7 separate regions of the Mus musculus genome follow, and regions 1, 2, 4, 5, 6 and 7 are each linked to region 3. The links are chromatin contacts, called in public Hi-C, HiChIP or PLAC-seq and Micro-C maps. All regions are on one chromosome and are shown on one strand. The core of a region is the stretch at or near the end of the contact, and the rest is flanking DNA. Distances in the headings are between cores, read along the strand shown. Region 1 holds the start of 9930014A18Rik (RIKEN cDNA 9930014A18 gene). Region 2 overlaps Gm20740 (predicted gene, 20740). Region 3 holds the start of Myc (myelocytomatosis oncogene). Region 4 has its middle 73 kb from the start of Gm30159. Region 5 has its middle 18 kb from the start of Gm30159. Region 6 has its middle 15 kb from the start of Gm41335. Region 7 has its middle 100 kb from the start of Gm41335.

Region 1 (4,079 bases), core at 248-2,747, 1.2 Mb before region 3:
TTGAAAGCAGTTGACAGACTGCCTATAAGCCCTCGGCAGTCAAAGGTCTGCCTTCGGTTCAGGCACCAGGCTGTCGCAGTCTTAAAGCCTTGTACTAAAGTGCACGGAAGTTCAGTTGCAGACACAATTGCTACCTCTTCAGCCTGTCCGAATGCCGCCACCACCAACCTACGTTTGGGACTGTCATCAAATCTCTTCTGACAGTACTACATGGGATCTGTGTCTGATGCCACCACCCTTAGTAAAGGGTTCTGAATCGGATGTTCTCCAAGCCACAAAGAAATTGGGTACATATGACAAGACTTTGTACTTTAAACTTCACCCATCATGGATGGCAAAGTAACCCTCACCCTACCACAGCAACTGTCTGTCGAGGAAGGGAGACCAGGGAGAGAAAAACAAAAAGCAAAACGAACCCTAGGTCCAGCTTGGTTTTTAAAGGGTTACTTTCACCACTTAGCAAGGGGACAAGGAGAGATTTAATTCTTTCCAGGGTAGCACTGGTTGATTCCCTAGAGGATACTTTATGGGGTGGCACAAGCCAACCCCATCTGTGACCTGCAGATGAACACGCCAAACAGGTTTAATTAGATCAGAGACACAAAGGGCTATTGCCTCCCCTGATAACAACACCATAGCTCTAAGAGTCCACAACAGCAGGCCAAAAACACAGGAGGCAGAATGGCACCTTAATTGAATCCTTTCCCTGGCTGGCCCTTGACAATGATTTACTTGTAACCGGGGGAAGGAATTGGAGTCTAAGCCAAAGACTCCGCTTAGAGCCAGCTTCCCAAGAGGAGGTACTTGGGGATAGGGAGGGGGAGGTAGTGAAATCCTTTTGTAGCCTGTAGCCTGAGTTTGCTAAAGTATTTGCTGCACTTAATACGGGGCTGTTTGGTTTTGGTCTGCTGATCCCAGATCTTGTAGTTTCAGCAGCCTTGTGCCCCGGGAATCCCATAAAAATAAATCACTCCAGCTTCTAGGATCCCAAGCACAGCTCAGCGGGGGAAGCAGATAAGCAGTTCTCCCAGCAGACCCGAAGCGGCTCCTCCCCAATCCTCTCCGGCCTTTGTACCCTGCATCCTCCAAGCTGAGTGTAGTGAGGGATCCAGAGAGACAGAATGCAGGGCAAATGTGCTCTGAGATTTCCCCCAAGCCTGCTTGTATACGAAGGGTTAAATTTGGTCCCAGATCTGATAGGGTTGAAGCCGCAAGCAAGTTCCCACTTTACCCCACCTGGGAAAGGAAGGTGGACTGAGAGGGCCTGAAGAAAAAGCATCCCATGGCCACCCACCAGCCAATCCTACCTGCTCCCTAAGTCCCCTTCCTCCTCCCCTGTCCAAAGCCTGCAGTACATTTCACCAACTCCGCTTTTTCCAAAAGGCCCAGGAATACTAAATGGGGCCCAAGTGTTGGGGGGGGGAGAAGAGCGGGAGGAAGAGGGCGTGGCTGCAGCAAACAGCTTCCTTTTGTAGCTCTGAGCCCAGTTCAAGTATCAGTGCACGACCGAGTCTCCGTTCTCCTCCTCGGAGCCCGATGCTGGGGGACGCAGGGGGGACGGTGTAGTCCGAGTCGCGTCGCTGTCGCCCTCATCCGGCTCAGCCGGGTGCAGGTGCGTGGCGAGCTCCTGTAGCACCGCCGCGCGTCCGATCTGGTCGTTGCGCCGCTTCTCCATGATCAAGTCCTCCAGGCTCTGGAACTCGAGAGTGTGGCTGCGCTGAGCCGAGAGCTGAATCTGCAAACGGTAGGGCTGCTTGCCGATGCGCAGCTCGCCACCGATCTTGAACTCGCGTTTGCCATAGCGGCACCAGGCCGCAAAGCTCTCGGAGTTGCGCCAGCTGAGCTCGCGCTCCTTGGCGCCCACGTGGGCCAGCGCGTTGCGCACTACAGCGCTAGGGCTCAGTGGCTTGTAGCGATACAGATCGTTGACCACGCGGCCGCGCCGGCCCTGGCTCGCATCGGTCAGGAAGCTGTTGCTCACCTCCAGCCGGTGCAAATGCACCACCTGGAAATTGCCCACGTAGACAGCCCAGTGCGGGTATTGAGCCTGCGATACAAACTCCACCAGGTCACCCGGACTGCACTTGTTGAGCAAGTTCTCCGGTGTGTAGGTGCTCAGAGCCGCCGATCCTGGCGCGAAGCTTTTCTGATAGATGCACTCATCACGATAAAACACCGAGCATTCCACCTCGTGCTGCCGCGGGTCGTAGGGCTGCGGCGGGGGCAGGGGAGGCCGATCCCCGGAGTCGGACAAAGCTCCGCCATCAAGCCCCTGGGGCGGTGGCTGAGGTTCCACATCCTCGTCGTCATTGGAGAAAATATAAGAGACTCCGATGCGGGGCCCATCGTCTCGATCCACGCCGGTCGGGTCGGCCGTGGGAACTTCCTTATAACTTAGGTGGGTCAGTTTTTCCACCTGGTTGCCCATTACGCTGTGGACTCTCGTTCACAAGACTTCAAGAGGAGAAAGCGAAACCACCGTCAGAGTCATTGGCACTGGTGCCCGGGCAGGGGCTAAAGCCACCTGTTGGAAGAGAAGACGAGGGAGATGTTTGTAGGTGCCACTCCAGAAAAAGACGTTTGTTTCTTGAAAAAGAACCGGTAGGGGCCCGAGCACCTGGAGCCATTTTAGGAGAAGTCTGGGGGACGTGCTTCCTCGCGTTTCTACACCACTAAGGTCACGATCACTGGAGACATGGCCACTCCAGCTTTCCCCTTCCTCCAGCTATCACCTGGACCCAGCCAAAGCCATTGCATCAGCAGCTCCGACAGCTTCCGCCCGCGCCCTACCTGCCAACCCTGGGCAGGAGTGGGGGAGGGAAGGAAATAGAAACTTTATTCCAATTTCCTTCTCTTTCCTAACTTCCCCTCCCACTCCGGATCCTAACTAGCCCTTTGACGTCCTTCAATGTCTGCACCCCCAAGAACCTGCTAGGCTACCTTGGCGTGGAGGTGGCAGGTGAGCCTCCGGACTAGACTCACCTGCCGCAAGTCACTGCGGCTCGTCGGCCCCTCCCCCGCGCGCCTGCCCTGGGGTTCAGATTACCTGCGCGGACTCTCTCCCCGAGAGGTAGAAGCCCTAGGGGACCGGGAGGGGCACCCTGCCGCACCCGAGACTTCTAGGGCGAGTTCGCAGGTGTGGGCTCCGCAGTGCCTCCTCTCCCAGCGCAGACCAAGGCGAAGCTGGGCTTCGGGGAAGGACGCATTTCTCCCTCGCCGCCCCCCGCGGTTGTGTAGAGCCCCAAGACTTGAAGATGGGGGGCAATGCCTGTTCACGATCGTTGCTGCACGACCCCTCACGCAGATTTCCAGGAAGGTGGGGCACGAGGAGGGAAGCCGAAGGAGCTAGCTGGGTTTCCCGGGGGCCGCAGCTCCCGCTCGGGCTAGGCGAGCAACAAGCGCCGGAGCGGGAGGGACGGGATTGTAGATCCGGCTCGGGGCTCCCGGGCGGGAGTGCAGCCCGTGGCATTTAAAGAGACAGACGTGGCTCTGAGAGCTCCGGTCTTTCCTGTACCCAGCTTAGTCCCTCGGAGCCCCGCCCCCGCCCCGCCCACTAGGGCTGCTCCGCCCTTCCAGGACCGTGCCCCCTCCGTAGCGGGTTTAAATCGGGCTGGTAAATAGTGTACCTCCCACGGGAGCAGGCTTCCTCTACCGCCCTGAGCCCCCTTGCCTTTCTGTTATGCTGAGTTGGGGTTCTGAGAAGTTGGAAGCAAGACGCCACCTGCCAGTATAGAAATGCAAGTGGTGAAATGTTGGTCTTTCTTCCTCTTCTCCTTCCATTTCTTCTTAGATGGAGTATCTAAAGAAAGAGAGACAGACTTTTCTTATCAGAACGTTTTTATAACCTAAAGTAGTCTGTGCTGCAACAGTTCAAGAAACACATCAGCTAAAACCTGTTTCCAGAGCAAGTAATAATTTTGGATAGTAAATAATAATAATAATAATAATTCAGAAAGAGGAAGCAGTATAATACAGGACTTAGTTGACTAGCTCCTCAAATCCCTAATGACTGTTAGGTGTCCCTCCAAGTAAACTCAACATTAACTTCACAGCCTTCTTTGTTTTAGATTTCTTTTCTA
Region 2 (4,159 bases), core at 1,238-3,737, 1.5 Mb after region 3:
CATGACTTGTAGTGATAGACAAATATATTCAACAATACAAGAAGCAAACTGTACAATTACCAGGAAGCTAAGAGCTGCAAAACATTACAAGTGTTCATAATCTAACCAATTGTAATGAAGATTCCTCTAAAGTGTTTCTACAGCATGTGGAAATGATCACAAAACTACAGTTAGTTCTCACAAGCTTGAAACTAGCTACAGTAAAAGTCAATTTATCAGAAAGGCTTAAAATGAGCCAAATCTTAGCCACCAGGCAGGGCAAAGTTAAACACCATTCATTAAAAGACAACAAAAATATTAAGTAATATAAAATATGAAACTATCAGGGAAATGAACATATTTTTTTAAATAACGGAGAGCAAAAGACACAGAAAAGATGAAAAGCCAAGCTATATGATCAGTATGAGAGTCTACCAAGAAATAAACAGATGAAGAAAATGTGAAAGGTATACACAAGGGAGCTTCATTCAGTCATAAAGAATGAAATTATGTAATTGGCAGGAAAATGGATGGAACCAGATATCATCACAAGCAAAGAAAGACAGGCCTTAGGAGGCAGATGCTACTTGTTTTCCTTCACCGGTGGAGCCTAGATTATGTTTAATAAATATTTATATACACGTAAGCATATGAGACATGAATGTATTAAGGGGACTGGAAAGAAGAAGGGGTGAGCAGAAGGTGGGAAAACAAGAAATAATGGGGTGGTGATAAACACTGTCAAATAAGCAATTTTCTGGAGTGCCACTATGAACCTTACTATTTGTATAATATAACTATATGATAATAAAAAAAATCTAAATAAATGAAAAAGGCATACTTGTAGCTCAGTGGCAGTACCTAATGTGTAAAAAATCCTGAAGTTCACCCCAGTACAAGATCAGTCATGAGAGAAATAAAAATCAAGCAGAATATGCCACTACATATTTCATAGAAATATGTTTTCTAATATCAAGACCATTTTTTTTATTGAGAATGAATATAACTGACAACACATACAATATTGGTAAAGCAAAATGCTATAGCTATTGTGGGAAATGTTCATGCAGGAATATGTTTATATATGACTCTGAATAAGTATTGTTTGTTATGCAGTTCCAGAATTACATAACTACATAGTTACCAGCCATGAATGAAAACATATGTCCAAATGAATATGTACATGTGAATTATCATTCTAGCTTTACTACAGCCAAAATTGAAGAGGAGTAAAAGATTCCATTCACAAGTAAATAGATGAATAAATCTTAATATATCTTTGTCGTGATATATTACTCAGTAATCCAAATCAATTATAAACACAGGAAAAAAATAAAATACAAGGAAAAATTCAAAAAAATGGGCTCTTATACCCATTCACATTGTGCAGAAGAGCCAGAAAAAAAAAAGCACATGATTGCATGTGAAATTAGTATGAAATCCATGATCTACTGATACAAATTCTAGAGACTGAGTAAATCAACTACAGTGACAGAAGGCAGATTTGTAAGGGCCTTGAGCCCAGAGCTGAGGGATCCCAACAGAGGGCATTTAGGGTGTAAAGACTGTTTTATATTTTGACTGTGCTGACAATTACATGCAATTAATCAAAGTCAAATGAGGACTATGCATGAAATGAGCATTTATCATATTTAAATTTTGCCCCCCATTCCATCTGATACAAACATTTCAATATATTTATTTAATACCTATTGAAGGTCTTGTGTTGAACACCATAGGGGGGAATATAAATGAAAAATATTAAAAATGGAAGCTCTATTCTTGTTAAAAATTTACTATGTGCCAATCACCAATCTAAGTCAATTTGCACGTGATGCGTAGCATACTGACCACAAAGAAATCCTGGGAGAGGGGGGCTATAACTAGACCCATTTTGTAGACAAAATTCTAGGGCAGAAGTTTACCTGATATCTAGAATCATGAGTACATTAACGGGGAGAGCAGAGAGGCAGTCATGTTTCCCGTAGGCAGACCACCTAAAGGCACACAGTGTAGAGAGAGCACAGGTTCATGTCTGCTGCTTATACTTCACTAGTGAACGTAAGATCTTACTCCAAAATTTGTGTTTCCACTTGATAAGTATGCTGCTTCTCTTCACTTGTTTGGACTAACTATCTTGCATGTGATATTTTGCTATAAGGCAGCATTTGATGTTGCTTTCCATGTACGGCTTCTTGCATTTAGCTTCCATATACTTCTTTTCATTCCAATCACTCACCACTGATACTTGATTGTTAGAATGTGTTGTGTTCTCTGCCTGGTACGAATCTCTCAGAGGAAGTCTATGGGATAGTGTTCTGAATAGAACAGCTTTGTTTTCTTCTCCATCCAACATTGCCTGTCCCAGTGTGGCAGGTAGAAGGCTGTGGGTAGTGAGCCAGCCTGCACGCATGCTAACAGTACTGGGAGATATACCCTGAGCTTGCATGCATTTCAAGAATACATGAGAGGAAGTGTCACTGTGACTGCATTTTTTTTCTAGAGTCCAGGTGTTTAGGGCAAAGTGTGACAGTGTTGCAGTGAGACCACATGTGTCAATGAATATGTGGCTAGTCGGAGCTGCATGTTTTCCATTAAAACATGTTTTCCATTAAAATAAAGGTCCTCACATTGACTAATTATTAAGAATTGCTATGCTTTCTGGGTTTTATCACAGAGCTAATGTATCAAAGTCTCTCAGGGGCTTTTAAGGTAGCTCAGCAGGTAAAAGCACTTACTGCCAAGCCTGATGAGTTAAGTTTAAGCCCCACAACACACATGATAGGAGGTGGGAAATAACTCTTGAAACATTGGACTCTGACCTGACTCCCCTACACATACACACTAAATAAACAGATAAAATAAATAAAACTGTTAGATAAATTATAACACACTGGAACATAAGAGATTGGCATTGTTCTTGGTATATACCACTGAACTTTCACCTTTATAAATATCCTGACTGGTATGAGATGGAATCTCAGGGTTGTTTTGATTTGCATTTCCCTGATGATTATGAATGTTGAACATTTTTTCAGGTACTTTTCATCCATTCGGTATTCCTTAGTTGAGAATTCTTTAGCTCTGTACCCCATTTTTAATAGGCTTATTTGGTTTTCTGGAGTCCTGCTTCTTGAATTCTTTGTATATATTGGATATTAGTCCCCTATTGGATTTAGGGTTGGTAAAGATCCTTTCCCAATCTGTTGGTGGGCTTTTTGTCTTGTTGACGGTGTCTTTGGAAGGCAGGATACAAACCACTCTGGAAATCAGTTTGGTGGTTCCTTAGAAACTGAACATAATACTACCGGAAGATCCAGCAATACCTCTCCTGGACATATACCCAGAAGATGTTCCAACTGGTAATAATGATACATGTTCCACTATGTACATAGCAGTCTTATTTATAATAGCTGTATAGAACCCAGATGTCCTTCAACAGAGGAATGGATACCAAAAAATGTGGTACATTTACACAATGGGTACTACTCAGCTATTAAAAACAATGAATTTATGAAATTCTTAGGCAAATGGATGGACCTGGAGGATATCATTCTGAATGAGGTAACCCAATCACAAAAGAACACAAATGATATGCACTCACTGATAAGTGATATTAGCCCAGAAACCTAGAATACCCTAGATATAATTTGCAAAACAAATGAAACACAAGAAGGAAGACCGAAGTATAGATACTTAATTCCTTCTTAGAATGGGGAATGAAATACCCATGGAAGGAGTTACAAAGTTTGGAGCTGAGACAGAAAGAAGGACCATCCAGAGACTGCCCCACCTGGGGGTCCATCCCATAAAAACCACCAAACCCAGACACTATTGCATATGCCAACAAGGTTTTGCTGACAGGACCCTGATATAGCTATCTCTTGTGAGGCTATGCCAGTGCCTGGCAAATACAGAAGTGGATGTTCACAGTTATCCATTGGATGGAACACAGGGCCCCCAATGAAGGAGATAGAAAAAGTACCCAAGGAGCTTAAGGGGTCTGCAGGCCTATAGGAGAAAAAACAAAATGAACTAACCAGTACCCACAGAGCTCGTGTCTCTAGCTGCATATGTAGCAGAGGATGGCCTAGTCGGCCTTCAATGGGAGGAGAGGCCCTTGGTCTTGTGAAGATTATATGCCCCAGTACAGAGGAATGCCAGGGCCAGGAAGTGGGAG
Region 3 (4,152 bases), core at 1,093-3,592:
ACTCCTTTTGCCCAGTAAAATTCAATGCTCTGCTTTGACACGTCCAGCTTACAACACGACAAAGGTGTGAGACATGGGTGCTAAAACTTGTTCTATTGCCTTTCCGTTTCTGTTAGATCTCCTTCACTTGTATACCTGTGACTCATTCATTTTCCCCATCCACAACTAGGGCTCTGTTTTGGGTGACTGTCAGAAAGTAGGGATGGGTTCATCTACTCCCCCTCTTTGCAACTGAATAGCCACCTCTGAACCATTTTTTTCTCTAGTAATTTCTCTTCCTTTGCCTCCTTTGCAGCCTAAAAGAGTCATTTAAAGGATGACCGGAAGCTTGTCTTAGGCAAGGAAGCATCTTCCCAGAACCTGGAAACCCTGCAGCCCTGCCCCCATCCGACCTCCGCCCTCGTTGGCTTCGCAACGCTGTGGTCTCTGTGGCCAGTAGAGGGCACACTTACTTTACTTTCACAAATCCGAGAGCCACAACCCGGGTGGTGGGGGGTGAGGGGGCGGGGAAAGAGTCTCTGCAGCAAAACGCAGACTAGGGATTGGTGGCTCTTGGTGTTTGAGGCAAAATCCTAGAGGCTGTAGTCATTTTGCAATCCTTAAAGCTGAATTGTGCAATGAGCTCGATGAAGGAAGATACTATCATTCAACAGCTGAATCCTAAATTGCAAACTCAGTGGCTAATAACAACTTTGAACAATGAGCACCTTATACACGCTACTGTATTTTCTTTTCTTTCTTTTTTTTTTTTTTTTTTTTTTTTAAACCGGGTAGCAGTGAGAGAGGTTTCTTTAAGTGCCTTGGGGCGAGGAGTCCGGAATAAGAAGACTTCTTTGGGTTTTAAAGTGTAGGATAAGCAAATCCCGAGGGAATATGCATTATATAATAAATCTAGAACCAATGCACAGAGCAAAAGACTCATGTTTCTGGTTGGTTAATAAGCTAGATTATCGTGTATATATAAAGTGTGTATGTATACGTTTGGGGATTGTACAGAATGCACAGCGTAGTATTCAGGAAAAAGGAAACTGGGAAATTAATGTATAAATTAAAATCAGCTTTTAATTAGCTTAACACACACATACGAAGGCAAAAATGTAACGTTACTTTGATCTGATCAGGGCCGACTTTTTTTTTTAAGTGCATAATTACGATTCCAGTAATAAAAGGGGAAAGCTTGGGTTTGTCCTGGGAGGAAGGGGTTAACGGTTTTCTTTATTCTAGGGTCTCTGCAGGCTCCCCAGATCTGGGTTGGCAATTCACTCCTCCCCCTTTCTGGGAAGTCCGGGTTTTCCCCAACCCCCCAATTCATGGCATATTCTCGCGTCTAGCGCCTTGATTTTCCCCACCCCAGCTCCTAAACCAGAGTCTGCTGCAAACTGGCTCCACAGGGGCAAAGAGGATTTGCCTCTTGTGAAAACCGACTGTGGCCCTGGAACTGTGTGGAGGTGTATGGGGTGTAGACCGGCAGAGACTCCTCCCGGAGGAGCCGGGTAGAGCGCACCCGCCGCCACTTTACTGGACTGCGCAGGGAGACCTACAGGGGAAAGAGCCGCCTCCACACCACCCGCCGGGTGGAAGTCCGAACCGGAGGTGCTGGAGTGTGTGTGTGGGGGGGGGGGGGAATCTGCCTTTTGGCAGCAAATTGGGGGGGGGGGTCGTTCTGGAAAGAATGTGCCCAGTCAACATAACTGTACGACCAAAGGCAAAATACACAATGCCTTCCCCGCGAGATGGAGTGGCTGTTTATCCCTAAGTGGCTCTCCAAGTATACGTGGCAGTGAGTTGCTGAGCAATTTTAATAAAATTCCAGACATCGTTTTTCCTGCATAGACCTCATCTGCGGTTGATCACCCTCTATCACTCCACACACTGAGCGGGGGCTCCTAGATAACTCATTCGTTCGTCCTTCCCCCTTTCTAAATTCTGTTTTCCCCAGCCTTAGAGAGACGCCTGGCCGCCCGGGACGTGCGTGACGCGGTCCAGGGTACATGGCGTATTGTGTGGAGCGAGGCAGCTGTTCCACCTGCGGTGACTGATATACGCAGGGCAAGAACACAGTTCAGCCGAGCGCTGCGCCCGAACAACCGTACAGAAAGGGAAAGGACTAGCGCGCGAGCAAGAGAAAATGGTCGGGCGCGCAGTTAATTCATGCTGCGCTATTACTGTTTACACCCCGGAGCCGGAGTACTGGGCTGCGGGGCTGAGGCTCCTCCTCCTCTTTCCCCGGCTCCCCACTAGCCCCCCTCCCGAGTTCCCAAAGCAGAGGGCGGGGAAGCGAGAGGAGGAAAAAAAAATAGAGAGAGGTGGGGAAGGGAGAAAGAGAGATTCTCTGGCTAATCCCCGCCCACCCGCCCTTTATATTCCGGGGGTCTGCGCGGCCGAGGACCCCTGGGCTGCGCTGCTCTCAGCTGCCGGGTCCGACTCGCCTCACTCAGCTCCCCTCCTGCCTCCTGAAGGGCAGGGCTTCGCCGACGCTTGGCGGGAAAAAGAAGGGAGGGGAGGGATCCTGAGTCGCAGTATAAAAGAAGCTTTTCGGGCGTTTTTTTCTGACTCGCTGTAGTAATTCCAGCGAGAGACAGAGGGAGTGAGCGGACGGTTGGAAGAGCCGTGTGTGCAGAGCCGCGCTCCGGGGCGACCTAAGAAGGCAGCTCTGGAGTGAGAGGGGCTTTGCCTCCGAGCCTGCCGCCCACTCTCCCCAACCCTGCGACTGACCCAACATCAGCGGCCGCAACCCTCGCCGCCGCTGGGAAACTTTGCCCATTGCAGCGGGCAGACACTTCTCACTGGAACTTACAATCTGCGAGCCAGGACAGGACTCCCCAGGCTCCGGGGAGGGAATTTTTGTCTATTTGGGGACAGTGTTCTCTGCCTCTGCCCGCGATCAGCTCTCCTGAAAAGAGCTCCTCGAGCTGTTTGAAGGCTGGATTTCCTTTGGGCGTTGGAAACCCCGGTAAGCACAGATCTGGTGGTCTTTCCCTGTGTTCTTTCTGCGTCTTGAATGTAGCGGCCGGTTAGGACAGTCTTTCTTCCATTCCTGTGCTTTTGACACTTTTCTCAAGAGTAGTTGGGGTAGGCTGGGGTAGATCTGAGTCGGGGTAGAGCGACTTGTCAAGATGACAGAGGAAAGGGGAAGGGAAAAACCGGGATGCATTTTGAAGCGGGGTTCCCGAGGTTACTATGGGCTGACGCTGACCCGGCCGGTTGGACATTCTTGCTTTGCTACATTAATTGATATGTGTCCTTTGAGGGGTCAAACCGGGAGGTCGCTTCGTGGTGGCCAAAGAAAGCCCTTGGAATCCTGAGGTCTTTGGAGAAGGGATTACCTTTTGCGTTTGGGAGCGAGAAGGCTCCGTAGCTTCTGACTTACCAGTCTCTGAGAGGGCATTTAAATTTCAGCTTGGTGCATTTCTGACAGCCTGGGACCGACACGGAGGTGCGTCCCGCCCGCCAATCCCCGGCGGCGATCGCAACCCGTCCCTGAGCCTTTTAAGAAGTTGCTATTTTGGCTTTAAAAATAGTGATCGTAGTAAAATTTAAGCCTGACCCCCGCGGCACTAGGACTTGATGTTGGGCTAGCGCAGTGAGGAGAAGCAAAATTGGGACAGGGATGTGACCGATTCGTTGACTTGGGGGAAACCAGAGGGAATCCTCACATTCCTACTTGGGATCCGCGGGTATCCCTCGCGCCCCTGAATTGCTAGGAAGACTGCGGTGAGTCGTGATCTGAGCGGTTCCGTAACAGCTGCTACCCTCGGCGGGGAGAGGGAAGACGCCCTGCACCCAGTGCTGAATCGCTGCAGGGTCTCTGGTGCAGTGGCGTCGCGGTTTAGAGTGTAGAAGGGAGGTGTCTCTTATTATTTGACACCCCCTCCCCTTTTATTTCGAGAGGCTTGTGATAGCCGGAGACTGAGCTCTCTCCTCCAAGTCAGCAATCGGAAAGAAAAGCCGGCAAAGGAAGGAAGGGGGCGCGCTGGGGGTGGAGAAAGAGGAGGGCGGAGAGGGGCGGCGGCGCCGGCTGGGTAGGAGCGCGGCGACGGCGCGAATAGGGACTCGGACCCGGTCGGCGGCGCAGAGAGCCGGCACACGGGAGGGGGCCGAGCGACGCGGCGCCTCTCGCCTTTCTCCTTCAGGTGGCGCAAAACTTTGCGC
Region 4 (4,112 bases), core at 845-3,344, 1.2 Mb after region 3:
ATCTACTCCTCTCATTTTTCCTGTTTGCCTCTTGGGAAACTGACAGGTTTATAATATAATTGTTCAAACTTCCTTTTTGGATTAGGGAATATAAAAATTCTGGCTTATTGATGCCAATAAATGGAAGTATGTCCTCACTGCTGAAAAGATTAATTTTGGGGAAAAAAAGTAGCTAAAACTTATACTCATGTACAGATGAGAGCTCTTCCTTTTAGCTGCCTTTAATACCCCACCACTTTTCTAACATATTCCCCGTAGCTTCCTATTTCACTGGGTTTCTTGGCCAAGAAATTTCAACTTCAAAAACTTAGATGACCTCAATTCCCTCCTGTTTCCTCTTGATTTCACCTCTGCATTAGCTCCAAGCCCACTCACTCTTCCATTAGAGCTTTATAGAATATCCAAGGGACAGCACAGTATGATGGAAATGACATCTGATTGAGGAAGGGTTGGCTTGAGTTCATATTCTGGAGTTCATATCTGTATTCTGATAATACAAATTCATATTTGTTAACTATGTTGTCCAGGTGCAGATTTTTATAAATCTTTGTCTGTAGCTGGTTAAAGCTATACAAACTGGTAACAACTTCAATTGGTCAAAAAAACATCTTTTAAACAGTATTATTGCATAGATGACAAATTAAAACTATATATGTTTGTGCTTTACTGTTTGTTTATATACACATATAGACTCTGAAGAGATTATCACATCAAGGTTATTGTGACCAAAATCCTTTGAAAACAGAGACCTGTACACATTGATTACTGTACTCCTTCCTTCCATCAAATGCCCTAAAAGCAGAACTATTTTACAGAAGGTTGAGCACAAATGTACCTTCAGATAATGTTGATTTTATACCCTCTAGAAATGTTTGCAGATAAGAAAATTGTACTGATCTTGGAAGTTATGGGACAAAATTTAGCAAAACAGAAGCTGTGAAAATCTGGTGTCTCCCTCTTCTCCGGATCATCCTTGGGAGTAAACCATCTTTATGAAGATGATTATGTATTGTGATTACTGAATGTCCTACAACAAAATAGCAATGGCCGTGGATTGGTAAAGGGCACAAAGATAAACCACTCAGAAGAGGGCCTATTGTATGTGAACAACCAGTTATATAGTGGAAGCCTATTGGCTTCCACTGTATGGTTAGCATATTACCCCAAATTGAATAATGAAGGTGTCTAGGCAGATGAAACATGTTGGAAACGACATGTAAAGTGTAGACTCTTGTCTGCTAGTCAGCTACCAGCTACTAGGGTCACCTTAAAACTCAGTATTCTGACTTCAGGAACATGTGCCATGCTTCTTCTTTAGAAGCATCCTATGCCAAGCAGGCCGGCATGCTTACATTTTTTCCTACAACTGCACAAGTCCAAGCAAGGGTCCCCATGCAATTTTTAGAAACTATACTAAACTACACCAAATTGTCTCAAATCGAGAGGAAAAAGTATTCCTGGGATACCCTAAAAGATGGAGACTCACCATGTAGCTTAGGCCTTAGCTTTGAACTCGGGCAGCAATGCAACTTTATCAGAGTTGCTTCTAAATACTATGTTTCTGACATCAGAGCACTTGATACTAAAGTGGCATGAGTAGCCAGAAGCTGGATGGAAGACAGGTGAGAGTTTGTACTTTCCATGTCATTTTAATGTACTTCTGCATGGAGGCCCTCAAAGGCACCTGCATTTCTGAGAAGTCAGCTTTTCTGAACTTCAGTTATCTCATGCATTAACATCAGAAAATCTATTAAAAATCCATGTAATTAACAAATGGCAGCAAAAAAAAAATAATTTACATGACATTGTCTAGATTTTCCTTTGTTAACTCTACCTATCACCTTGTATTCATCCATGAGCAAGGTAAGATTAGAGTCATTATCTGGTTTTGGGTAGACTACACTCTTACTGTGGATTCCAGGTGAGCTTGAATGAAAAGTCAAGTGAAAATACAAAGAACATCATAGAAAAAGACATAAGGCCATTGCTAACTATGTGTGAAATTATTTTATCAAGCTGTGTTTTCACAACTCACAGCTGTGCCTGGCTCTCTGGGAGCCACAGTTGCTTTAAGTAGCTACCTAGGGGTCCATAAAATGTTTAAGAGCTTTGTCCAGTCCCACACAGAGAGCTGTAAAACTTTAAATGTACTTTACCCTAACCTCAGGTTTCAATTGAGCATCTAAGAAAGGATTCAGTTTAGTATCTTTAAGGGATTAAGGCACCTTCAGGGGAATCCATAGGAGTCCCAGAGCCTTTGTAGAGAAAAATAGACAGGCCTCATTTCATAATTAAGGAGATAGATGCTCCAATGTGATCTTCTACTGACATCCGCTGTCTGGGCATGGTGCCAATACATCTCTTACTTGGAGAATAGGAATTGACACCACACTAGCTTCCTGTAGAGGATCACGTAGCATCATCCCTTATAGACCCCATGCAGAAAAGAAATCTTGAGTAACTAATTCACATTGTTGAATGGATCTGACAATGTGCCCATAAAATCTACCAGGATCCACTAGAACTACAAACTATGCCAGTCTCCTCAAAAGATGATATTGCCAGCAAATAAGTAAATATATTTTAGAAATGAACAATAAAAATGTAGCTTTCTGAGTTATTTTAATTATTTCCTTTTTTTGTAGAGGAGATAACAAACTCAAAAGAGATTATTAAAATGTTCACACATGCCTGGCTAATAAGCAGCAAAGTCCAGTTTCTGGGTTGAATATTAAAAACATTTATTTCACTACTAAAATCTTATTTTCTAGTTATGGATAGCCCAGTGACTGGCCAGTCACTTAGTCATTATTCTCAGAGCATTAAATGATATATTTATCAATTCCTTACCACCATATTTACATAATAATAATAATAATTAATAAGTGTTCCCTCGATATTTTAAGTAGTTTTTCCAAAGTTATATAGCTAATGATATATCCTAGTTAATGGGTCCTTTTCAACATTATGTGTTGCTACTGATGGATAGATTAGAATGTGTTGCCTTTGTGCGCAACAACTTTGCCATTTCAGCAAAGGTCTGGGTACTTTGAAATGTGTATGTGAGTTGTCTAAGAGAAAAAGAGAATCCAAATAACTGGTCATGCCTGAGGAAGCAAAGTATTCTTGGCACCCAGGAGCATCCTGATTTGCTCTGACAGATGCGTGAATGATTCTAAGGGTACATGTTGCATCTGAATTTTACTTCTGTGGTCTCAGAACTCATTGCATAAGTGAGGTGGATGACTGTGAGGAGCCAAAAACCAAAGCAAGTTATAGGATGGATAGAAGGTCATAGGGAAGTACAAAGAAGGTTCCTGGTGCTGAGGGCAGGAAGGACAGAGATGGGCTAGAAAACAGGGGGAAAGAAAACAAGGGAGTATGAGAAGATACATAGGTTGCCCTCAGAAAATGTCTCCAGTGATATCTAGAAGGAAAAAATAAAATACCCCAGATGCAGGCCAGGCCAGCAGTATTCAATCCAGAATAAAGAACTCAAAGACAAGCTGAGTGTTGCAGAGTGTCTAATGGGTTGTGTCTCTGATTTTAACAGCAAAATCAAAATAAAGAGCATCTCACATTTCAAAAAAGAATATTTAAAATAAGCAGTGTCCTGGGTTTTATCTGAACTCTTCTCTTTCATCTTTTCCTTTTGGCTTCAGTACACATGAAGCATAGGAATCTCAAGATAAATTTAAAACCACAAAACATGTCCCCTGAAACATGTAAGAGTATACTCTGATTTACTTGAATTGAAACCGTTACATTTTCAGCTAGCTTCTCATTAGAGTGTTCATGAGGATGGTTTGTTTCGTGAAGTTGCCTGCCAGTTTGACTTTATCTGGTTGTTAGGTTATGTTCGTGAATGATTCAAGTTTTATTTTGTGTTTATATTTGGAGCTTTTGCTCCCCAAAAAGAGGGAAGAAGGGAAAGAAAGAAGAAAGATAGGAAGAAGGGAGGGAGGGAGGGAGGGAGGGAGGTAGGGAGGAAGAAAAATACAATTTCAGGACTTTTCTTTTTCCTTTTGCTTTTGTTTTTGCCCTTTAGATTTTTTCATTAAATATTTCTATAATATAATTATATGATTTCTCCCTCCCTCCCCACCAAATCC
Region 5 (3,758 bases), core at 354-2,853, 1.2 Mb after region 3:
GCACAAATATTCATATTAAAGGACTTTGGAAATTAGCAACGTATAGAAGGTAGACCTTATGGAAATGATCGTTTTTTTTAAAAGGCTTATGTAGTTAGAGAACTTGTGAACTAAGCAAAGCTGGATTAACTGGAATAGGTATCATCTTTTACAGATGCTGGTTTCACTGAAACATTGGCCTCTGTGCCACTGTTATACAACATAGAAAGAAATAAAGGACACATGCTCCACTATGTTCATAGCAGCCTTATTTACAACAGCCAGAAGCTTGAAAGATCCCAGATGTCCTTCAACAGAGGAATGGATACAGAAAATGTGGTACATTTACACAATGGAGTACTACAGAGCTATTAAAAACAATGAATTTATGAAATTCTTAGGCACATGGATGGAATTAGAAGATATCATCCTGAGTGAGGTAACTAAGTTACAAAAGAACACACATGGTATGCACTCACTGAATAAATGGATATTACCCCAAAATCTCAGAATACCCAAGATATAATTCACAGACTACATGAAGCTCAAGAAGAAGGAAGACCAAAGTGTGGAAGCTTCAATCCTTCTTAGAAGGGGTAACAAAATACTCATAGGAGCAAATATGGAGACAAAGTTTGGAGCAGAGATTAAAGGAAAGCCATCCGGAGACTCCCCAACCTGGGCATCCATCCCATATACAAACACCAAACTGAAACACTGTTGCAGATGCCAAGAAGTGCTTGATGACAGGAGCCTGACATAGCTGTCTCCTGAGAAGCTCTACCAGAGCCGGACAAATACAGAAGCAGATGCGCACAGACAACCATTGGACTGAGCATGGGATTCCCAAGGAAGGAGTTAGAGAAAGAACTGAAGGAACTGAAGGAGTTTGCAACCCCATAGGAAGAGCAATAATATCAACCTACCAGACTCCCCCCACCCCCATCCCCAGAGCTCCCAGGGACTAAACCACCAACCAAAGAGTACACATGGAGGAACCCATGGCTCCAGCTGCATATGTAGCAGAGGATGGCCTTGTTAGACATCAAGGGGAGGAGAGACCCTTGGTCCTGTGAAAGTTTGATGCCCCAGTGTATGCCATGGCAGGGAGGCAGGAGTGGGTGGGTGGGGAAGCACCTTCATAGAAGCAGGGGGAGGGAGGATGGGATAAGGGGTTTCTGGAGGGGAAACTGGGAAAGTGAATAACCTTTGAAATGCAAATAAATAAAATATCCAATAAAAAAAAAGGAGAGAGGGAAAGAGGGAGAGGGGAAGAGGATAGGGAAGGAGGGGGAAAGGGAGGGATCAATTCTCTCTTTCAGATATGTCTGTATTTCTCAAAAAGTGCAAAACAAAGGTTCTTATTGCTATCCATCAGAGACCCATCATCCTTACTCTGAGGACAGAGCATCCTTGAGCTCCAGATAACTGGGGTTGCAGAGCAAAGACACTTTATGCTCAAGGCTTACAGATAAGGTTTTGAGCCTCAGCAATGACACTGCTGCTCTCTACATGTGACAGCTATACAAGTATTTTTAGCTTTGCTCCAGAAAGGATGAGCATCAGCTCTGGAGTCACATGTCTTTTGCTACCACAAGCCAGGCTGTCATCTTCAGCGAAATGCTTTGCCTAAAACCTTCTCTCTTCACATCTGTGCAACTAGGAGAGTATGAGCACCTCACTCACTGGCTCTTGGCGAGGGTTAAAGAAGAGAATGGTTTATGAAGCACATTTCTTCTTGCCTGGCACTTGCTAAGTGCTAACTAAATGGTTGCAATTATAATTATTCATGTATTCATTCAAAAACTATGTATTAATCATCTTCTCTGTGCCAGGCATTGCTAGGCAATGTGAGAATACAAAGATGAATAAATGAGGAGTCCCTCTCCTCAAAACTCTCCCTGCATTATGTCCATATGTAACCTTTGCATTTATTCATGTATGTAAATCCTCGTCTGTGTGTGTGTGTGTGTGTGCCTGTGTACTCTGTACATTGGGAGTGCCCATGGCATGAATTCTGCACTCTGTGCAAATTGCAGTGAACAAAGTCCCGCTTTGAAACACAAGAGAAGGGTGGGGGCTGCTGATGTAGCCATCCATCTTTCTCCTCTTCAGAGGTGGGTGGCTGTTTGCTCTGGGAACACTGACGATATGACCATTAAATCATTTCAGAATGGTGGAGCTGGGAGGTCCTAGCAAGGCCTTCCCTCACACCCACCCTGTTCTGGCACAAAGAAGGGTGTTATACCTCATACACAGAAACAGGCAGGCCACAGGAAAAGGGCTCTTTGTGCCAAGTAGTTTTGCCCAGTCCTCCTCCAAGTGGGGAATCAAGAAACGATCCATCAGCCTGGTTGTCTGGGAGTACCGAACTCCTCGAAACAGACCTATTAGCTGAAAGGATAAATATTTACTCTGAGTTCATCTGAATAACCCAGAAAGGGAACTCTGGTTTTTGTCAGTAATAAAAACACTCCCACCTAAGTCTGGAATTAGAGCTTTTTGTCTTTAAATCTTCCCTGCCTAGAATCACTCAGACTTCCTGTGAAAAACTAGATCAGGATTTCCTCATGTCCTCCAGAGCAGCTGGGGTTGGGGGTGGTGGTGGTTGGGGGGGGCACAAAGGCAGGCAGGGGTCATTCTACATGGGGGGTATTTTCTTTTACTGCACAAGTATGTGTGGCCTCTGTTTGCCTCTTAGTACACAGGTAACTGAAATCTTTGCCCTCGGGAGAGAAGGTGCAGACCGTTCTCTTAAAACACTCCAAATGGTGAAACAAGAGATTTTAGATAAACAGTTTTCAGAGGACCCCATTTCCTGAGCTATGCTTTGATCACATGATGACACCAGCAGCAAAAACACTGTTGTTATCCTTCCAAGGAAGATGTTCCAGAAAGAACTATTGTCTGGCTCAGAAAGGGGAGGATTTGATGCCATGGGGGAGGAGGGGAGAGCCATGGAGGAGGCTTGAGTAGAAGGATGGAGGAGGTGGGACATGCATCCCACACCAGACAAGTCCAGGGTGTTTGCCACAAGCTCCAGCCCCACTTCCCCCTCTTATGTCCCCTCATCTCTTTTGCACATCCAACAGTGACCTGAAGGGAAAATGTGCAGATGCTAGAAGCCATGCCTTTGTCTTCAATCTCAAGTCCAGTTCAAGGTCTGGGGTACAAATGTTCTTCAGAAAACATCAAATGAATGAGAGTGTTCATCATGATCTCTCCTTCAACCCCTCTGACTTCTTACTTCTCTCTCTATATATATTATGGGGGTAATGATATCCCCCAAGATTGTATAAAAATGAAAATGAACACCTATGCATTGCCACAGAGCCTGGTGCATTATATGAATCTAAAAAGTGTTAGCATAAATCTTCATATTAAAGCACTAGAAAAAGGCAAGTCATGGAGCTAGATCATGTGAAAGTTGTCAGTTCAAAGGCAGTGTAGTTAGCAAATTTGCAAGGCTCAGTTAGCTGGGATAAGCAATCTATGCTGGAGATGCTCCAACCTCATGATGCCTGTTATAGAAGACTGCTGATTTTTACTGGAACTGAGCAGAAAGATGCCCTGTGCTCCCAGACCAGTTTGTATCTTATAGGATCAGAATACCATCAGTAAACAGGTAGAGACCAATGGAAAGATATTTCTCCATTATTAGCCTTACAATTAAAATACATTTGTGCCCTGTCACAGTGAGTCTGTTGTCTTAATCAAAATGATAAATAGATGAAAGACAACATTGCTGTCTCTAATGCAGTGGAGAAACTGCTATATAA
Region 6 (4,124 bases), core at 1,171-3,670, 1.4 Mb after region 3:
CTTACAGCATTTTCCCCATATTTCATCTGACTTTATCACCTAGTTGCATCCAAGAGTTTCTTTGTAAATTCTTAAACTCTGAGAAACTCTGAATGTGTGCAATTTTTCTCCTTCTAGCTTCCCTAATCTGTCAGATATGGGACTTTCTCATAAGGCCCTCACTCCTTATAATGACAATAAAATAACCATTCCCTGCATCTTAGCTCCATCTGTTTACCCTTGCCTCCATCACCATGAGAAAATTGCTGGGATCTTGATTAGTTAGTATTTCTGTCATGTAAGGATACACATAAGCTCATAGAATGGGTGTCTCCATGTGCACTTGAGTCACAGAAAGCATTCAAACAAGAACAGTGCTATCAAGCCTTGAACTAGGCAATAAAATTGGATGTTCATATTATGTACACATCCCTATTGTGCATACTCTCTGATCCTGAATGCTAGGAATTTGGAATCTACATGTTCTGTCACATTCTCTCCTACCTTGGAAATGTAGTTCCTGAAGAAAAGAGCCACACTGAAGCCTAAGGAACCAATAATCAGTTGCTCTTTCTAATTGAGCACTTCTCTTTGCTTAGATTTTGGAAGAAGCATGAAAATGATTTACTGATTTAGGAACTGGGTGGAGTGGACCACAGAAAGACAAATCAAAAACATCTGGAATGAACTATTTGAGAGAGAAACGGGGAGGGAAAAAAAAAGTAGAGCTTTCAAATGAAACGAAGTACAGATGATTTGGCCAAATTCAAGCCAAGCCAAACACTCACATTAAACATTGCACTTGGGTCTGGTTCAATAGCAGGAGCCGGCAAGGGGGAGCCTCAGCCAACACTGCATCAGAGGCACATTGTGGAGGGAGGAAATGAGTTTAGTCAAGCCAGCTGTGACTTCAAAGCCGTGGCTCTCCCAGAGAACAGTGGGAAAGGGTTCCCCCTTCAGTGAAGACTGCAAAGTTCATCCAAAGACAGTCCGAAGGGAACTAACTCTGGGAAGAAGCAAATTGCATTCCACACTCTAAATAATACTTTCCTTGCATGAAGTGGTGGTGACCATCTATTTAAAGAGACAGAAAAAGAATGAGGAAGAGGTGATAAGGAGACGTCTCTGATGCACATTCCAGGACACACAAAACTGGTGTGTCTGTGTTTGCTTTTCAGCAAAGATAGGCATGTCTTTGCATGAGTCATGCTTCCAGCTATGTGAAAGGTGACAACACAGGATTTCTCTTCTGAAAGATTCCCATGATTTCTTTCCCCTCTTTGAACTTCTAGAAAACTAATATTTCTTTCAATGCATTTCCTCAGTAAAATTTTATCAAGAAACCCATGGTGGGTTAGGTGGGGGTAAAACAAAGATAAGCAAGGAGAAGCTAGACATATAAACAAAGGCTTATGGTATTGAACCAGAAGCCCCTGTTAGAGCAATGGTTCCCAGAGAGTAGTCTCCTAAAAGGTGAAAGCAGAGGCAAGAACAGCACTGGGGTAGGAAAGTTTGCAAGCTCTAGCCTCAATGCACTGAATGAGAAGGTGCAGTTGGTTTATTGAGCTCTCCCATTGATTCAGATAAGTCTTAAACCTGGGAAACCACTTTTATAAAATAGAAACAGAGGCTTCTGGAGCAGAGAGCCAGTACTACTGAGCCAAAATGGAGATCTTCTACCATGTACAAATCATGGGCTCATCTCCAGGTTAGAATTCTATAGGTGGCCCTCTGTCAATACACAACCATGAGCCTTTGCTTCTAAGTAAACTGCTAAGATTCAAAGGTAAGGAATTATTTATTCTACACCCTCCCCAGCCTTCTCCTTCCAGCTCAATGACTCTCAACCTGTAGGTCATGACCCCCAAAGACCAATATCTATACTGCTAGTCATAACAGTAGCAAAATTACGTTTGAGGGTCACCACGACATGAGGAACTTTATTTAAAGGGTCACTGCATTCGGAAGGTTGAGAACTCACTGTTCTAGCTAGCTTCAGGTCCAGTTCTTGGATGATACAGCTTTTAGAACTTACTTTGAGACACTAATTCTGAAAGTTTACACTCCTCAGGAAATCTTGGCAAGCATGTATTTGCAAAACTTTCCAACTCTTGAATATTCGAGAAGAATAGTGGTTATCTCCTTGAAGCACTCACTGGATGATTGGATCTCTACTGGATGATTGGATTGGCATCCTTATCAAGGGTTTTCTCTTAGTATGCTTGGGCACCTCCGCTGATGAAGATTGCACTATCTCAGGCTGCAGTTTGCTTCCTTTGAGACAGCTCCTTTTAGAAAGCACTTCCTTCTTCTGGGCTGAGCACTGCCATCATTTCCATTCCATTTGTTAGTTATAATTCTATCCCTTGGGAACTCATAGCAAAGATACTTACATATTAATGTGACATTCTTCAAGTATTTGAAGTTAATAATTATGTAGCATATGACATCAGTTAAACTCACAGACTCTGGAAGCAGACGCCCTACATTCAAATTCTTGTTCTGCCACTTAGAAGTCTGTGACCTCAAGAGAGTTATTTACTTGCTCTTTACTCCTTGGTCTATATTAAAAGATATAATAATACCATTACATCAAAGGGCTTTTATAAGGATTTCAGGAATTAATGTATGCATATAAGCCTGGAATACTGTAAGTGCTCTAAATGTTTTAGCTATTATTAATCATCATCATTACCATAAAGATCTTGTCAATTCTCTGACCTCAGCCACATTTCTAATTCTATATTTATTCACTCTGGGACTTGAATAATTACATATGTTTCAGTGAGATCTCCTAATTTTCATTCTACCCCATCCATAAATGTGAGTGGTCAGTTGGGACCACATGAATTGTCCTGTACACTGTAATTTTAAAAAGGAGTAATGTATATTCCCTCTAGCCTTGGCATTAAAATCTTCTACTCTACTTCAGTTTATCAATTACCTGCAGAAAGAGAAAGGGAAAAGAGATGCCAAGAAGTTACCAAGAAGTAGTAGGCACAAAGGTTGGAAGACTCAGAACTCTAGAGTCAATACGTAAAGGGAAACTCCCTTTAAAAATCAACAAGTTTGTGCATTCCTGATGGCTAGTATGAGCAAGAAATTGCATTTGCTCTGTGAAACCACTGAAATTTTACAGTCTAGGATGATTAATATGATGGCTTCCAAATTTATGTCTCTTGCTCATCTTGTGTTTCTGTACTCTAGAGCCCTGTTTTATTCAGCCTTTCTAAATAAGACCTGCAGTATGGGAAGGGGTACACTAAGGGCTTTTGGAACTAGAGCCTCTATATTGCCATTTCAGTCCTACTAGAGACAAGCTATATGCTTATGGAAAGACTAAATAAACTATTCTAAACTCTAATGCTTATTAGTAAATTAAATATATAGATGTCTGTAAAACATAAAAGCCATTGGTAGATAGTAAATATTTAATAAATGTCAGATAAAATCATAGTTATGACCTCGATACTCTAAATATGCTCTTTCTCAGGCTAATATATAATGCTATTATCCAATAGTTGTTAAATTTTAAACTACCAACCTAATCTTTAATCACGTTTTGGTCATTCTTTTATATTGAATGAGTCATTGATAAGTGATTAATTGTTTTCCCTAAAAATTTCTCAGATCCACCCACTGGTCTCTATCCTCTTTTGTTAGATCTTTTTATCCTATATCCAGATATCAACCAGCATCTCTGACTCCATTACAGTTACCATTTCAAGTCTGTGCACATGCTCTTGGCATTTATACAACTATAAGGAATCTTTTTAAAGTTCAGTCTCCTCTTGTTAATTCAAAGTCTTAAGTGCATTAATTCCTCCATTGCCTTTTTATAGGACCATATGACTGACCCATCACTTCAGCCTTCCCTTGTACCTCATTCCATGACTTCATCTCTAGGATTCAGTCATATTGGAATTCTTTTTGTCTCAGGAAGGTACTACTGAGTATTTTGTCTTTGATCTTTGAGTATGTTTTCCATTTAAACCAACCCTTCTCCACATCCTAGGTTATCTAATTAATTCCTGGCCATCTTTTATATTTCAGTGAAGTTGGATATTATCCATAAAGTCTTCAGCAATCTGTACCTAACTGATTAAAGATAAGAACATAACACCTAATTATTCCTCACTGCATTC
Region 7 (4,225 bases), core at 1,463-3,962, 1.3 Mb after region 3:
TGCAGGTCTATTGTTCTCACATATGAACATTGTTTTGGGTTCAGACCTAGGGTGAGAGATAAGTATGCTATTGAAAATGGAGGATGAAGAAACACAAACTTAAAATATCCAATTCAAAACTGAAAGGAATCTGTGTTTTTATCAGACAGAAAAAAAAAGCATCGGTGGGTTTCTTTTAAAAGCTCTTTTCTATTTTGGTTATCTAGGTTAAGTGTTTATGGAGAAAGCCATAACTGAAGGTCATATTAAGAGAGAGAGAGAGAGAGAGAGAGAGAGAGAGAGAGAGAGAGAGAGAGAGAGAGAGAGAGAGAGAGAGAGAGAGAGAGAGAGAGAGAGAACACTCCAGGAGGACTAAACAGCATGAGCCAAAATGTGAAAGAGGGACCGCAGGTTCGGGAGATGAGAGCTTTCATTGGGAGAATAACTAGTACTACTTTTACTCAAAGTGTTTGAGAAAACAAGTAGTAAGAATAGTTTATTAAATACATACTATAAAATTAAGCCTGTGCTAAGCACTTCAGGTGTTTCTAGTCTTTTTGATTAACTGGGAAATTTTTGGTAACTTCAAAAGATCAAAGAGCTACAAAAGAGTGAGGTCGTATTTCTAACTTTGTTCTGACCTGCCTAGAGGATGATGATTTAGACTCCAGGAGATCAAACTTATGGCAGGCACACTTCTGGGTAGGAAGAGGAGGATTTTAATACACAAGTAGGCATCTTTCATTTTTTAGAGCAAGTCTGAAGCAGGATTCCAGCGAGGTGGAAACTGAAGATGCTGTAGCTGGGGACACAGTGAACACCAAGACCACAAACTAGCCAGGCCAGGGAGTGAGTTCCCCAGAGTCTCTCATCCTAGGAGAGAAATGCTACTCATCTGTTTGTGAAGTACTCAGTGCCAGTGCATGGAAGCTGGTTCTGGTTATACATACCCCAAACTGGCACGAGGGCACTATCAAGGGCATTCACTGTCAGAAGCAGAACTAGAATTGGAAGGAACTGCAGGTCACTTAGGTTCTAATTACACTGGCAGGTTCTAATCACCCTGACGTCATCGCTGGATAGTCTGTACTTCAGCAGCCTGCCTCCCAAACACAGTGTTTCTCTGAGTGATTCTGAGAACAAATGAATTTATTACCCTTTTCCGTCAAGAAGAAATTTCTTCTTGAAATTTTACATTTAGATATAAATGTGAAAATTGTCTCCCAGCATTTCTGTATTCTTTGCATTGCATTTGTTGCTTGAATAGAGGCCTTCATTGACTGTCCTTGCTCCTCCCGCCATCTCTATAGCACTCCATTCTATTCTTATGATCCTTTGTATTCTGCCTTGAGTGAATACAGTAGCCTTGGGAGCAGAAATCACCTATTTTAAAACACCCAAATACTGGGTGTATTACCTTTACTTTCAGTTTCTTCCAACTTTCAATAGCATAAACAAGATACACATTTTTTGCATCTAAGTCTCCATGCATATTTATGAATTTCTGTTTGCCTAGGAATGGAGTTACTTTCATCTAACATTTGAAACTCTTGGAACATTCTTTTTTTCCCAACGTATTCCTCAACTGCTCAAATTTTATGCCCAGTAAAGAATTTAAATACTTTCTTTAAAAGTGAGTTAATGAAGGTTAAAGAATTTTAAGATTTGACGAAGGAGAGGGCGCAGTTGTTCAGTGGGCAGGTGACTTCATTTGCATGCTGTTCTTAAACTGACCTTCTACTTCTTGTATTCTGTGACACTATGTCCTACAGTGTGGTACTCTTACCAGTAAGTTTGCAAGTGGAGTTGGCCATTGGGTGGCACCTTTAAATAATGGAAAGTGGGAATGGAGAAGTAACATAGTAGTTGCCCACTGATCCTCCACTTCAGGCATTACCACTGATGAGTGCTAGCCCTCTCCCCTGAAATTGGTCCTACTCCTTTCTAGATCACTCATCCTCTCTGATCCAAGCTCTCACATGATGACTCCATGACATGTGATTCCTGGCTAACTGGCTGTTTCAGCATCTGCATCCCGATGTATACCTGCCCTGTATATATCTCACTAAGATTGTTCCTGCCACTCATGCTTGCCAAATGCCTACTGATCTCCCATTTGTCTACATAGACTTTTTAGACCTCCTTCAAAATTGGTGACTTCTACTGTATGCAGAATGAACACACTATAGCAGCACTCAAATGACCTTTGCTGCACTTGCATCTATAAAAAGCCTGAATAGGTTTTTTGTTATTTCTTCCTCCTTGATCTACATTTAGGTGATAACTGTTTGATTCTACCTCCCAAATGTGTTCTCTCTTTCAGAATACTTTAAAAAAAATGTCTGGTCTGAAACCTAATTGACTGAAATCATCAGCTTCACCACAGTTCACTGCACTCACTCAGAAAGCTACTCTTAGAGGCAATTTGACAGAGCTGTCCTTTGAAACTGGCATTTTCTAAGTGTTCTTCTAAATTACAGTTGGGCCATAAATATGGCAGGTTAAACGGAGACAGCTGAGAAATGGTGTAGGTGAAAAATTACAAGGATGGGATCTTTCTCCTCTTCCACATGAAGATTTAATCTGCCAGATTAAAAAACCCTGAACCTGGTGATTGTGTCAAGATAACAGCTTGGAGGATGCTCAGAGATGGGGTTCCCAGGGTGTTTCAAGGGATGGGTCTGTGGCCTACAGAGGCAGGTGTTTCTCAGTTGGAGCACAGAGGAGTTCTTGGCACCAGCACTGGGCCAGCTGTGAGTTTATCTGTGGTATCTGGCTTTCAAAGTAGTGTTCCCTGCAGTCTGCCTAAAAGAAAGAGATGATCAAGATGAACGAAGAGGTAATTGCACTGTACTCTACTCTGATGGGAAAAAGGGGGGAGAATTATGAAAGAAAAATATATATGCACATGTATATGTAAATATATAGTTATGTGTTGATATATATATATATATATATATATATGGACTATTGAATTATCTATAGGAGAGTAATATAACAAGATATGTACACTTTACAATCTGTGGACATCCAGTGATAGAGAATGTGTGTCTGAGATTTTTCATGATCGTGTTCCCTTTTCTGCATTTGTCATCACTCCCAATTCCACTCTCATGAATAAAATACTTCACTGGCCACAGGTTTGCTGGAGATGGAGATCTGTTCCCAAATCCTCAGTTACTCTCTGGGAAATGGCTTCTGTATGTACACATGTTCTCTAGCTATGTAATAAAAGACCTCTCTTCCTTGGCAAAACTTAACTCTACCTTAGAAAACTCTGATGAGTACTAGAAAGATGACATGTTCCACAAACGTCTTAAGTGATTCAGGGTTCACAACAAAGAAGGAGATGCTATATTGTCTTTCATGACATAGCGTCTAAGTCCCATAGCATAACTTCTATAACACACAAGTGGGTAAAAGGTTTACAAAGACCTGTCTAGTTTAAGACAAGACTTCATGTAGTCAGAGTGGGAGGAGGGGGAGCCAGAGATGGAAATGTTGTTGGAGTTGGTTTGGGAAGAAACAATTTGATATGGGAAAGGAATATACACTACTTATTTTCTATGCAGAAATTAATCCCAGGGTCTTTGCACATTAGACAGATATTCTACCACTAAGCTACATCTACAGCCCCTAGATTGTTTTTAAAAACAGAATTTGACTGAAAGGGATAGAAATACAAGAAGCCAAGAAAAGGGGGTTTTCTCTGACCATGCAAAAGAAGCATTGGAGTGTGAGTTTGGAAACACATCCAGCCCGTTCATGTAAGAGTCACAGTGACTCCAGGACCTTGTAACTGATAAGCAACAACCCAGCCTAAGAGTTAACCCATTACAATAGGAAAAGGTCCTCAAAGATTAAACACTGATCACTTATTGGAAAGCCCAATAAGCAAAGGTCATATATCTGTTTTAAAAGAAAAAAATCCAAAGAAGAGTAACATTTTGTAATCGGTGACTAAGTCATAGTTCATGTCCATGAGTTCTGTGACTACTTAATGCCACCACAGCAGGATTAACTAGTGGCAAGGAAAGCCATGATGGCACACAAGGCCCGCACCTTACTTGTCCACTGTGAAAAGTGTCTCCCACCTCTGCTGTGACATCTCTAGGAGTCCTATATGTGCCTTTTTCTATAAGAAGATGGAAATAATTTCAAAAATTCTTCTCTGGCTTTCTACAGAAATATTTTTACTTATATTTTATACAAATTGTCCTCTGTCTCTGTCTCTGTCTCTCTCTGT

What was found. Hi-C and Micro-C count contacts between places; a contact is called where the count stands out from the background. HiChIP or PLAC-seq counts read pairs in DNA pulled down with a chosen protein or histone mark.
Region 1: a Micro-C map of embryonic stem cells shows a contact between it and region 3, with 5 times the contacts expected there. The contact joins the promoter of 9930014A18Rik here to the promoter of Myc in region 3. A contact is called at or near these places in 3 of 39 promoter capture datasets (the SN4741 cell line, liver and pre-B cells), 7 of 484 Hi-C or Micro-C datasets (LSK cells, cerebral cortex, embryonic stem cells and 2 more) and 2 of 115 datasets of contacts at active chromatin or transcription factors (embryonic stem cells and pancreatic cancer cells).
Region 2: a contact with region 3 is called in an H3K4me3 HiChIP or PLAC-seq map of the SCID.adh cell line, with 11 times the contacts expected there. The contact joins the enhancer-like site here to the promoter of Myc in region 3. A contact is called at or near these places in 8 of 39 promoter capture datasets (the 3T3-L1 cell line, the C10 cell line, the HPC-7 cell line and 5 more), 1 of 484 Hi-C or Micro-C datasets (nephron progenitors) and 10 of 115 datasets of contacts at active chromatin or transcription factors (the NIH/3T3 cell line, the SCID.adh cell line, T-cell acute lymphoblastic leukemia and 6 more).
Region 4: a contact with region 3 is called in a Hi-C map of the N1E-115 cell line, with 20 times the contacts expected there. The contact joins the enhancer-like site here to the promoter of Myc in region 3. A contact is called at or near these places in 8 of 39 promoter capture datasets (the 3T3-L1 cell line, the C10 cell line, cranial neural crest and 4 more), 1 of 484 Hi-C or Micro-C datasets (the N1E-115 cell line) and 9 of 115 datasets of contacts at active chromatin or transcription factors (the 230-238 cell line, the SCID.adh cell line, T-cell acute lymphoblastic leukemia and 6 more).
Region 5: a Hi-C map of uterus shows a contact between it and region 3, with 6 times the contacts expected there. The contact joins the enhancer-like site here to the promoter of Myc in region 3. A contact is called at or near these places in 6 of 39 promoter capture datasets (the C10 cell line, liver, maxillary cranial neural crest and 2 more), 1 of 15 datasets of contacts at CTCF or cohesin (large pre-B cells), 15 of 484 Hi-C or Micro-C datasets (the G1E-ER4 cell line, adipose-derived mesenchymal stem cells, bone marrow-derived macrophages and 6 more), 18 of 115 datasets of contacts at active chromatin or transcription factors (the 230-238 cell line, the NIH/3T3 cell line, the SCID.adh cell line and 14 more) and 3 of 9 other capture datasets (adipose tissue, embryonic stem cells and pancreatic islet).
Region 6: a FOXA1 HiChIP or PLAC-seq map of pancreatic cancer cells shows a contact between it and region 3. The contact joins the enhancer-like site here to the promoter of Myc in region 3. A contact is called at or near these places in 9 of 39 promoter capture datasets (the 3T3-L1 cell line, cranial neural crest, frontonasal cranial neural crest and 4 more), 39 of 484 Hi-C or Micro-C datasets (the 3T3-L1 cell line, the AML12 cell line, the C2C12 cell line and 21 more), 28 of 115 datasets of contacts at active chromatin or transcription factors (the 230-238 cell line, the NIH/3T3 cell line, the SCID.adh cell line and 22 more) and 2 of 9 other capture datasets (adipose tissue and embryonic stem cells).
Region 7: an H3K4me3 HiChIP or PLAC-seq map of the SCID.adh cell line shows a contact between it and region 3, with 12 times the contacts expected there. The contact joins the enhancer-like site here to the promoter of Myc in region 3. A contact is called at or near these places in 6 of 39 promoter capture datasets (the HPC-7 cell line, cranial neural crest, hippocampal neurons and 3 more), 1 of 15 datasets of contacts at CTCF or cohesin (large pre-B cells), 5 of 484 Hi-C or Micro-C datasets (the HPC-7 cell line, the P5424 cell line, cerebellar granule neurons and 2 more), 13 of 115 datasets of contacts at active chromatin or transcription factors (the 230-238 cell line, the NIH/3T3 cell line, the SCID.adh cell line and 9 more) and 2 of 9 other capture datasets (embryonic stem cells and macrophages).

What each region holds. Positions count from the first base shown.
Region 1 is chr15:60,821,468-60,825,546 of GRCm38.p6, forward strand. It overlaps 9930014A18Rik (RIKEN cDNA 9930014A18 gene), which reads left to right and starts at 1,498. Exons shown (of 3, transcript NR_030696.1): 1 at 1,498-3,316. Lratd2 (LRAT domain containing 1) reads right to left here and starts at 3,613. Exons shown (of 2, transcript NM_001162926.1): 1 at 3,047-3,613; 2 at 1-2,524. The coding sequence starts at 2,428. The coding sequence ends at 1,496.
Region 2 is chr15:63,433,919-63,438,077 of GRCm38.p6, forward strand. The region is part of intron 2 of Gm20740 (predicted gene, 20740); the gene reads right to left. Among named protein-coding and RNA genes, the nearest start is that of Gm20740, 44 kb to the right of the region's middle. Within about 2 kb of position 2,488, at least 5 of the 459 cell types and tissues checked have an H3K27ac peak or open chromatin away from gene starts, as enhancers often do. A contact at or near this core is called in the SCID.adh cell line and T-cell acute lymphoblastic leukemia, where this site is marked.
Region 3 is chr15:61,982,999-61,987,150 of GRCm38.p6, forward strand. Myc (myelocytomatosis oncogene) reads left to right here and starts at 2,343. Exons shown (of 3, transcript NM_001177352.1): 1 at 2,343-2,953.
Region 4 is chr15:63,216,512-63,220,623 of GRCm38.p6, forward strand. No RefSeq gene overlaps it. Among named protein-coding and RNA genes, the nearest start is that of Gm30159, 73 kb to the left of the region's middle. Within about 2 kb of position 2,095, at least 3 of the 459 cell types and tissues checked have an H3K27ac peak or open chromatin away from gene starts, as enhancers often do. A contact at or near this core is called in the N1E-115 cell line, where this site is marked.
Region 5 is chr15:63,161,443-63,165,200 of GRCm38.p6, forward strand. No RefSeq gene overlaps it. Among named protein-coding and RNA genes, the nearest start is that of Gm30159, 18 kb to the left of the region's middle. Within about 2 kb of position 1,604, at least 37 of the 459 cell types and tissues checked have an H3K27ac peak or open chromatin away from gene starts, as enhancers often do. A contact at or near this core is called in the SCID.adh cell line, T-cell acute lymphoblastic leukemia, adipose tissue and 3 more, where this site is marked.
Region 6 is chr15:63,339,726-63,343,849 of GRCm38.p6, forward strand. No RefSeq gene overlaps it. Among named protein-coding and RNA genes, the nearest start is that of Gm41335, 15 kb to the right of the region's middle. Within about 2 kb of position 2,421, at least 10 of the 459 cell types and tissues checked have an H3K27ac peak or open chromatin away from gene starts, as enhancers often do. A contact at or near this core is called in the G1E-ER4 cell line and pancreatic cancer cells, where this site is marked.
Region 7 is chr15:63,253,254-63,257,478 of GRCm38.p6, forward strand. No RefSeq gene overlaps it. Among named protein-coding and RNA genes, the nearest start is that of Gm41335, 100 kb to the right of the region's middle. Within about 2 kb of position 2,713, at least 4 of the 459 cell types and tissues checked have an H3K27ac peak or open chromatin away from gene starts, as enhancers often do. A contact at or near this core is called in the P5424 cell line, the SCID.adh cell line and T-cell acute lymphoblastic leukemia, where this site is marked.